3 separate regions of the Mus musculus genome follow, and regions 1 and 2 are each linked to region 3. Evidence: chromatin contacts called from public Hi-C and Micro-C data. All regions are on one chromosome and are shown on one strand. Each heading gives the region's core, a stretch centred on a gene start, on an enhancer-like site or on the middle of the called end of the contact. The rest is flanking DNA. Distances are from core to core; before and after follow the strand shown.

Region 1 (3,460 bases), core at 818-3,317, 360 kb before region 3:
AGGAATGAATTTCCTTTTGAAATCTAGAGAATTTTATAACTGACCCATCTCACACTGCTGATCCTATAAGTTCAAGCTCAAGTTCTCATATGAATTCCAACTATTCAAAAATGTAATGTACACTTAATAGATGTTAGGGCTCAACCATAGTTAAAAGCTTGTGTTTTAATAAGACTTGTCCTTAGTTAGAAATGGAATCACTGAATACACTTCTAGAATTTCATGTCTGATTATGAATGTTTGAGCTTTTTACCAAGTTTTGCACAGTTCATTTCCAAGGATCCTATAGAGGAGATAGGCACCATCCAGAAACAGTTTAAGTAAAATGAGAAAACATGAATTCTCTGGGACAGAGAAGCATGTCCCAGCCCTTCATAGCTTAGGATGGAAAGCATATGAAGACTGGGACAGCCTCACCTGGGAGCTTGGCCCTCACTGCCTTCCAGCTCTCCTCCCTCAGAAGGTTTGTTATCCTTGATACTGAGTTTATTGTAGGGTGTCCCACCTGCCTATACACAAATAAGGAGCTTGAAGAAATAGGTGGGCCAAAGCTGTTGACCAATCCTTGCTTCCCCCAAAATTTACAGCAGATGCAATCCCTTACATTTCTATGTATGTAAGGAAAAGGAGAACTTGAGTTTCTAGGCCTTACAATATTGAATTTTTCCAGGTAGCATCAAATTCTGGCCATAAAATAATAAAACAAATAAGCCAAAAGAATAAAATGTATTATGAAAACAATTTCTGTTTTTTGCAGATTATCATGTCTGCTACCTGGTAAAGCTTTTACTACAGTCTATTATTCTGAGTGTTTTTTAGCTAGTTTAAAAAAAAAAGTGACTATGTGTGTACTTCTACTATACTGATTAAATACCTTAAAAAACTAACATGTCTTCCACTGAGATTTTTCTCTTTTTTTCACAAGAAAAGATACAAACTATGTGGAAAAGGGCAATACTAACAGGTTCCCTCTGAGGTGGAGAATTAGTGCAATGTTGTGATTCATGGTTTAGCAGCATCAGCTGGAATGTCATCTGCAACATGATTCAGTGTGTATTCATCACATGAACTTAAAACATGTCTGAATTCCATGTCTTTTATAGTTCTACAAAAACTTTCTTAAGACTGAAAATGGTGGTGATTTTTTAAAGCACCCCCTTTAACAGGAAAGCAAAATGTACAAATGAGAGGAATGTTGTTTGTTATAAAATAAATTTGAAAATTGAGCAACCAAATGAATTTACTGTTAAAAGTCTGAATTTCATACTGAATGCCTGCATCCGCTTTCTTACTCATTTTCACAGCCCAGTACAAAGGAATACAATAACTCCACTCCACCCCCTGCACCAAGCTATGCTAATTGTAGAAACTGAAGACATTTTATCTCCATAAGGAAAGAGAAAAATATTCCATATATATTTTCAAAATCTAAGATGTGAGTCTCAGAAAATTAGAGAACAAAATTTTAGATCTCTTTCCCAAATGGTTTGCTTTGTTTAAACCATTTGGTTAAAGATGAAAATGAAATTTTAAAAAAGGAAAAAAAGCGGGGAGGGGAGAGAAAGGCCACCTTTCAAAGAAAGGTGAAGTCATCGATTTTTCTTGAAGTGTTCCACAAGAAAGAAGCAAGATCTGGTGCTATGTGCACCCCAGGGCTAGCAGCTGGAGGGCAAAAACCACCTTTTATCCATGACTGACAAATAATACATAATGAGGAGGGAGAAGCAATTCAGGGTTTCAACATTTCTCTCTCTCTCTCTCTCTCTCTCTCTCTCTCTCTCTCTCTCTCTCTCTCTCTCTCTCTGTCCTCTTTCAGGGCAGAGCATGGTGCTGCTGTTCCCACTTGTCAACCTTTGAGGTGCTGCCAGGAAAAGGGACTAGGGTGACAATTGTTCTCTCCTCCTGCAGTCCCCCCAAGCTCTAGTAAATATATGCGGCTTTTTTTTTTTCCAAATAGCATCCAGCTGCAAGCAATCCACCACTTCTCCTTGGAATGACATGCTGGGGGTGGGGCTCTGGAAATGTACTGCACAGTTATAATAAGCCCCGTAGAGTAAAGCTGAGATCTAAGATCCGGAGAGTGGCGTATGCAACTGGAGAATTGCATCAGTTGGTGGCTGATACACAGTCAGTTGGGAAAAGAGAGTTAAAAGGAGTCATAGAAAGAGATGAAATCCGAGCTCTGTTCACAAGTGAATTTTCAAAAATTGTGCCATACTGTGTATATTAAAAATAATTTTTACATTCCATGAAAGTGAGATGTTTAATGTAAGTAATTTATAGTACAAGTGAGACAAGAAAAATGAACAACCAGAAAAATCTAGAGGTAGGTCTTGTTAACATCTTTAGGTCTTTTTATTGTTGTGGCTGCTGTTGTTTTTTTGTTTATCATAGCCCAAAAGTATTGAACCTCTCAGAGACTATTTCTACATATACATATAGTTCACATCGTTGTGCCCTGTGTGTTGTTCATCAGACTAAGTGGTGCTAAGTGGTGCTATAATTGGAGATGAAGGAATTGTAGCAGGTGATAGTGCAGATTGTTTTTAAATTATTGCACACAACATATGTGCTCAATTCCTAACCCTATATTTCGCTGGATTTTTTTTTTTTTTTAGTTAGACAAGTCACTCTTTAAAAATCTTAATTCCTTCCCTAATTTCTTTCTCAGCCTGCCATTCTTATCTCCTTCTACTAAGGTCAAGTCTAAGTGGATCAAGGAATTCCACATAAAACCAGAGACACTGAAACTTATAGATGAGAAAGTGGGGAAAAGCCTCGAAGATATGGGCACAGGGGAAAAATTCCTGACTAGAACAGCAATGGCTGTAAGATTGAGAATCAACAAATGGGACCTCATAAAATTGCAAAGCTTCTGTAAGGCAAAAGACACTGTCAATAAGACAAAAAGGCCTCCAACAGATTGGGAAAGGATCTTTACCAATCCTAAACTGATAGGGGACTAATATCTAATATATATAAAGAACTCAAGAAGGTGGACTCCAGAAAATCAAATAACCCCATTAAAAAATGGGGTTCAGAGCTAAAAAAAGAATTCTCCCCTAAGGAATACTGAATGGCTGGGAAGCACCTGAAAAAATGTTCAACATCCTTGATCATCAGGGAAGTGCAAATCAAAACAACCCTGAGATTCCACCTCACACCAGTCACAATGGCTAAGATCAAAAATTCAGGTGACAGCAGACGCTGGCAAGGATGTGGAGAAAGAGGAAAACTCCTCCATTGTTGGTGGGATTGCAAGCTTGTACAACCACTCTGGAAATCAGTATGGTGGTTCCTCAGAAAATTGGACATAGTATTACGGTAAGATCTCATGATACCTCTCCTGGGCATATATCCAGAAGATGTTCCAACTAGTAATAAGGACACATGCTTCACTATGTTCATAGCAGCCCTATTTATAATAGCCAGAAGCTGAAAAGAACCCAGATGTCCCTCA
Region 2 (3,497 bases), core at 50-2,549, 280 kb before region 3:
CTCCTTTGTTGTTGTTATTTTGTGAATAGATCATTTCTCCAAAAGTCTTATCATGGCTTTGGAATTTCCCCAGCAGCAATTTGGTTTCAGACAAAGGTATTCTGTAACTTGCTTCACCTTAGGGTGAATCAAACAGACAGCAGAAGACAGGCAGTACTTTCCCTAAATAGGAGAACAAAGAAGCTTGAAACTTCTGTATTCCAATAGAATCCCACTGTGGTTCATTCACTTATTCTCAGAGGTTGTTTTGTTTCTAGCTGGTGTAGAGACAAAGGCAATTGGTTAGCTATTTGCTTGAAATCCCTCTTGTTTGCTCCACTTTTCACTTCCACCCAGCACCTTGCTTGCCAGTTTCACTTTTATGTCTGCGGTGGGAAGGCCTTCAATTCCACTGCCCGTTGTAGAATATGATCTTCATTTTGTTAAGCTCGATTTCATAATGCCATCCATAGTCTCAAAACTTTCAATTTCTGTCTCTCAAAATTTTGTTTTAATATCTGTCCTGATAGTAAGCCATCCCCAACCCCAGACATCAGGCCATACTCCTGTCTCTCATTACCTTCTTTGTTAATGCTGTTAATAGTTGCCTTTGGTAAAAATCACTGAATCTTCCATGGCCTATCCAGAGATCAAAGTGAGTTTACTGTTCATTCTGCCTTGATAGTGCAGAAGTACCACCACAAACAACATTGTGGGGATTACTGGAAAGTATCAATTAATAATCCATCCTGTTTTGATTCTAGAACAATTAACAGCAAAGATAACAGACTACCAGATCCAAAAAAATGTTATCGCATAAAAACAGTGGTGACTGATCACATTCCTGAGGAGTTAAAGAAAGAAAGAAAAAGAACTAAGAAGTCCCACTATATCTAATTGCTGCAATTAATTAAGTCACTCCTTCCTCCTGGGGGAAGTAGAAGCAAGAAACAAAGAGAATAGCTTCTCTCAGACAGTCACAACACTGAAATCCCTAAGGCAAGAAAGGGAACCAAGGTGGCTCAGAAATCCCAAAAGCTATAATGGAAACAAGATTTTTTTCCTTCTTATGAATATAAAATATTTTATCAGTTTCCAATCTTTCTGATATATATATATATATATATGTATATATATATATATATATATATATGCTTTTTATTTTCTAAGTTTCTCATCTCAGCCGGAATTTCCTAAGAAACAATTCACTCTATCCCTGTAAGTACACAGTAGTAAATCACAAATGTCTGTATTTCTTCTCGCCAGAAAAAGCACAAAGCTGAAAAGACTCCCGCGGGAGATGTCAGTGTTGTGAGTCTTCCTGACCCTGCAGATGGCCAGGATTCTGTGAGAGTGCATTTTATGTGTAGATTGCTCCTGACATATCATCCCTCACTAAATAGCTGCTGATGACATTCAGCCATTTTCATGAAACATCTCAGGTTTTCTTCTCCTCAGTTTGAGATTGGTTCCTGAATTACAATCCCTGGCAGGAACAGGAAGATATTAAGTTGCTGGCACAGAGAAATGCTTTTCCTCACCCTGTGATTCTATTAAAGCATCTCACAAAAGGTTGTTGACTCTTTACTGAAGGGTTTTTGTAACAAGTTTTTCTGTGTTGGTTGAAGAAAATAGAACCACTGGCTGAAATGGTTTCCTACTACTTTGTCCTTCATACATAAAATGATAGAATGAAAGTAAGCATATTACCTATGTCATTCAGCAAAAACAAATGGTGTTTGTGACCCGATGACCTGGATAGTTTAGGGACCCTTTCTTCTATTACGTTAGCGTTTATAGAGGATCTCTGGAGTGTTCTGCAGTGTGTCCAGAATTGGTGAGTACCCTACTGTGAAGAGCTCAGTCCAGTGATTAGTTAGAAGAAATGAACTACTTACCTTATGTATTCCATATGATGATGTGCTTTAAACAAATATGTGAGTAAATATAGCAGATAATAACAGCTCTTCTACTCAGTGTAAAGGTTAGAGGCAGATTTTCCAAATCCAAAGACAGAGTTTTCAGAGAGATAAGAATGGCAACAGGAAACAGAATATAGGTGCCTCTCTTGGTCTGTACACTTGGATTCAAGCAGTGGTTTGAAAATACATTAAAAAGAAAGAAGTTGTACTTAGTACATACAGGTGTTTCCCCATTACTTCCTCAACTGTATGTTGTGATGACTATGTTTTTTTAGTGAATCAAAGAAGGCTCTCTAGAGGTATAGAATTAATAGGATATTAGGGAAGGTATTAGATTAGCATACAGTGATGGAGTTTATTGAATGAAAGGTATTGTGCATGATGGAGAGAGGACCAGAGAATCCACTACCTGTTAATCCCAAGAAGCATGGAGCTTCAGAACAAGAGGGATAAACAATGTAGCCCAAATCTGAGGTTGGAGGCGTTGACGACACCTGGGCAGACACTAGAGGGGGTCCTTGTTGATAGGTTGAAGAGCAGGGGTCTGATGTACACATGTGATGGCAGAAGTAGTAGGTACCCTCGGTTAGAAGGAAAGGAGTGTGCACATACTGCTAAGCTTCCCCTTCCATTTTCATTCGTTGTAGGCTGCTAGCCTATTAGATGGGGCCAGCCATATCCAAGACACATTTTTGATTGCATCTTAAATGTGTTTAGAACTGCCTCACAGATATAATTGGAAGAACACTTTATTCTGCATAGATATCAAGATTAACTATGATAATTATCTGCCATATGTAATTTATAACTAATTTAATGCATATGAGACATGCACAGGCTACATACAAATACTGTGCTAATGGAAATGAGGGACTTGAGCATCTTCAGGCTTGGGAATCTATAAGTGGTCCTTCCTGAACCAACATCCTAGCTTGGATACTGAATAATGACTATATTTAGGAAAAGTGGAATGGAGGAAGAAACCATGCTCAGAACATGGAACCATTTGAGACAGATCATGTTGGTGACAGATTAGCACAATGATCACAGATGAAGTCAGTGAATAGATGGACTGTATAGAATTACAGATAGGATGGTGAGTTTGAACTTCATATTTTAGATACATGGTTCATGATCCATAGATGCTCACTGTGGTTTGATGATTTAACCAAGAGGTGAGCTTGTGTGAACAGCTGCTGTAGAGCTTTTATAGCCACAGTTTGAGTAGAACTCAGGCCTAATAATGCAAAGGAATTCTGCTGCTATTTAAGCAATGCTGTTCTTGTCCTACATGGACCCATCCCCTAAACCTCATCACTTGCTTGCTCCATCTGCATCCTCTCTACCACTTTATGAGCTTGAATTTCAGGTTTTCCCCTCTATAAAGTATGAGTTGTAATACTCTTTAGAACAATGAGAATTAAATAAAATAGTATATATACAGAAATTAGTGTGGTTTCTGAGGTAGAATACATAGTTTGTAAAGGCATTTATTTGAATAGTAGAGAGATCAAATTGATAGGAGAAACAAGGAAGAGTTGCAAATGAGACAGGATGATTTCAGGAGTTGGATAATGGCTGATTGTGTGATGAATG
Region 3 (3,558 bases), core at 951-3,450:
AAAGCAACAGATCAACCCAAAGAACTAGAGTGTCTTCTTTGGTGAGAGGAAATGCTATTTGAGAAAAGTAGCAAACAAAGGAAATCTCTGACAAATGAGTCATGAGAGGGAAAGGAGTCTCCCAGCACGGGGTGTTCTTGTGGCTCCGTTATTATTAATTGTGAGGACACGCTTACTCATGTCTTGTTCACTCTTGCCTCTACCATCACTGAGCTCATGTTACATTTATCCTAATGAACCAAGCCCACCAGAGATACACTGTGCACCACTTTAACGTGAACAGATTAGTCAGAGGAATTTTTATTTTGTTGGTCAGACTGGTCATCTCTGGGGACTTCTTGCTTTAGCTATCATTGTTTAGACTTTGAAATAAATGTGCAATGTATTTTCTAAGCCTATGACTAAGATTTAGAAAAAGTAGTATAAATTTCATATTGCTCAAATTATGAAATCTATCTACACTTCATTTTTATAAGGCACATGAAGACTGTGCTTGGTTTAAACAATTTCTTCTGACCACAGTAAGCTCTTGTGATGACCTTAACACGCACATCATAACTCACAGTTTGCAAGTGGGAACCAATGCTTCAGGTTGAGATGCTTGCAGAGAGGGATTTTTGCATTCTCTAAAGCATAAAAGTAAGCACAAAGCAAAGAGTAGCTGAGATGATTGGATGTTTGTGACACTGAGCCTTGAGGTGCTCAGATTTGGTGAAAATATTCTTCTAGTTGTGTCTGGGAGGTCAGTTCTGGATGAAATTAACATTTGGATCTGTAGACCCCCAAAAGCAATAAAGCAGTCTTCAGAGAAGATTCATCTGGCCTACTGAAAGCCTGGATGAATAGGTGAGCAAAAAGAACTCCAGAGCTCCATCTGTAAGCTGCAGCATCAGTTGCGTCTCTTAGACTCTGACTCAGACATGATATTATATCCTGAGCTCTCATGGGTTTTAGGGCTTTACACTCAGATGTGAAACCACGTCACTGTCTCCAGTCTGCAGACTCTAGGTTTGTTTGTTTTTTGTTTTGATTTTGTTTTTGTCCATTTATAAGAAAATGTCTTCCTTGGAAGCCCACGCTATTTTCAAAGTTTTGGTAATCCTCTTGCCTTGGCTTCCCAAATGCACAGATTACTGAAATGTGGCATTACATTTGTCTTTAACTACAGATCTGAAACCTCTCAGACTGCAGAATTGCACGCAACAAGCCTCTTTGACAAATCGACTGCTATGTATATCTTGTTGTCTCCATGTCTGTGGAGAAGCTGGACTAGCACAGAACATATGGAAAATAGGATAATCTTCTACATAGATATTTTCAAAGAATAGCAAGAAGCCAGTTGTGGCTATCAACCAATGTTTTAACAATACATATGCTCAGTGTTCAGATTGGAAATTTTATGTGACTTTCTACTACATCCTAAACTCCTTGGGAGGGCTGAGGAGTCTGAGGTGGTATGGGGCAAGTCCAGGAGGAAGAATATTAACCTTGTTCCTAAGACAGTCCACTTTATACAGCTTATATTCTCAAGTCCTTTAGTGCTTGATGACCACACTGAAGAAAATGAAATAAAAGCAGGATATCAGATGCAAACTAGCATTATGTATCTGACTTGCACCGCAGTGACAATGTCTACTGTATTTTCTATTCCTGTACAGAAGATGTTACTGGTCAAGAAATACCCCTTTTCTAATATTAATTTAGTCTGATAGTATTAATTTCTGATAACATATTAATTAATTCATTCAAGTTAATAACGACATGTTATTCACTATTTTCATTGCCTTTTGTTGGTTTACTTTTCCTTAAGCTTTACTTAAAGTGGCGCTGTCCTTACATGTTCCAAGCACAGAGTAAAATAGATGTATCACACAAACTACAATCTCTGTTGCTTGCTCCGTAGAGTGCCACAATTTTTTTCAACTGTAGGCTTCTATTTCTATAATGCTTATATCAGACACAAGGGAGCAAATTCTTGTTCTTGGGTGGGGGGCAGGGGTTGAATAAAGGTCTAGGTTAGCCTGCCCTCTAGTGTGGCTTACTGATTTCTGGGGAGAGAAAAAAAATGCAGCATGTCCTAGAAGCTGATTGTGCAATTCTGTTGGGTTGGCAACCTGCCATCAGCACCAGAACACTGCACAACTTCCTCCTCTTTGGGAGCTACAGGCTTCAAGCATTAGGTCACATTTGTAACCCAGTTTTGAGCAGAAACACACTCTAGACACACCCTATGCCTGCCTAAGCCAGTGTCACATGGTTATCCTTGACTGTGGCTTTTGTCATTTCCTCCCATTTAATGATAACACACAATGAAACTAAATAAAGGGACAGACTTCTTACTACAGGAACTCGGGGATTTACAGAGTGCTTCTGAGGGGAATTTGGTCTCAGAAATGGTACTGGTTTAGGCTGATCTCTCTGAAGCAGTCTGCCTATGTGTCTCCTTGGCTGGCCCTTCTGAATGTGAGGCTACAGCCAAATGGCTCTGAGGCTGCACTCCAGGATCCATGTTACCACACCAGAAGCATCTTTGAGATTTGGTTTTACTTCTTCGTTCAAATTCTGCTCAAAATTAAACTGCCTTGGAGGATAGTGTTTAAAATTTTTTGATTTATATTTAGCTACACAAAATGAGCTCCCTTTAAAAAATGAAAAACTAATTGCTATATTTGCTTAAACCTAGAAGTGCCCTGGTTATAGATCAACTCTGAAGTTATTTTAAACATGTTACTGCAATGCTAAATTTCAAACGCTTTTTCAGGATTTTGTGCATATGTTCAGTTGGGATGCTCAGAATTCCTGGCTGATGGGAATTTAACCAGTGCCTGCCTGTTCTTCCTAACCCACATACATAACATACATAACATACATGTTCTGGACTCATTTGTCTAAGAAGTGAGAGTCTTCCATTTTTAAGCACTCATAATTTAAAGAAAGTCTAGATGTTAGCCTTTACAATAATAACAAATAGAGCAATAATCTTTAAAACCACCCATAGATGTAAAATATTTTGTATGTATGTATGTGTGTGCATATATATATATTCTACAAAATATGCCTTCTTTCTGTTCTCAAATCATTAGTCTACTAAGGCTGCATGCAAGGACTAAAGTGACATAACAGCCTCTGGAGAGCACCACCATTCATCTTGGGCATCGGCATTTCCTTAAGATGAGTTCTGTCATAGTAGGCATATGGATATAATTGTGTTGTCCATTTCTTCTTGTCTGGCAGTAATACAACCAAAGCAAATATAAAGACTTGAGGGTTTAAGAATCACAATCAGATGAGTGGAAAGGAATTGAAGAGAGACAACACAAAGCAACAGACTCCTAGGCGACAAGATATACCTGTATGGCAGTTGTCCTCCATTCTGGAGCCTTCATTGTGTCATTTGTGATAAGCATGGCATGGACCAAGTGTAATCAGAGGTATCTGATTTTCATCCCCAAACTGCCTGTTCTAATTGTATCTGTCCCATTCTCACCACATCTGTGTGTTTCCATATATTTTAGATACAAAATATAACAGATTAAAGTTTGCCAGTGCAGGCACAAT

Evidence for each region. Hi-C and Micro-C count contacts between places; a contact is called where the count stands out from the background.
Region 1: a contact with region 3 is called in a Hi-C map of tail fibroblasts, with 2.5 times the contacts expected there. The contact joins two enhancer-like sites. A contact is called at or near these places in 2 of 484 Hi-C or Micro-C datasets (macrophages and tail fibroblasts) and 1 of 115 datasets of contacts at active chromatin or transcription factors (fibro-adipogenic progenitors).
Region 2: a Micro-C map of muscle stem cells shows a contact between it and region 3, with 4 times the contacts expected there. The contact joins two enhancer-like sites. A contact is called at or near these places in 1 of 15 datasets of contacts at CTCF or cohesin (the NIH/3T3 cell line), 6 of 484 Hi-C or Micro-C datasets (the 3T3-L1 cell line, macrophages, muscle stem cells and 2 more) and 1 of 115 datasets of contacts at active chromatin or transcription factors (bone marrow-derived dendritic cells).

What each region holds. Positions count from the first base shown.
Region 1 is chr13:90,151,049-90,154,508 of GRCm38.p6, forward strand. No RefSeq gene overlaps it. Among named protein-coding and RNA genes, the nearest start is that of Gm41013, 10 kb to the right of the region's middle. Within about 2 kb of position 2,068, at least 45 of the 459 cell types and tissues checked have an H3K27ac peak or open chromatin away from gene starts, as enhancers often do. A contact at or near this core is called in tail fibroblasts, where this site is marked.
Region 2 is chr13:90,237,237-90,240,733 of GRCm38.p6, forward strand. No RefSeq gene overlaps it. Among named protein-coding and RNA genes, the nearest start is that of Gm41013, 76 kb to the left of the region's middle. Within about 2 kb of position 1,300, at least 7 of the 459 cell types and tissues checked have an H3K27ac peak or open chromatin away from gene starts, as enhancers often do.
Region 3 is chr13:90,513,896-90,517,453 of GRCm38.p6, forward strand. The region is part of intron 1 of Gm35111 (a long non-coding RNA gene); the gene reads right to left. Among named protein-coding and RNA genes, the nearest start is that of Gm35111, 33 kb to the right of the region's middle. Within about 2 kb of position 2,201, at least 184 of the 459 cell types and tissues checked have an H3K27ac peak or open chromatin away from gene starts, as enhancers often do. A contact at or near this core is called in tail fibroblasts, where this site is marked.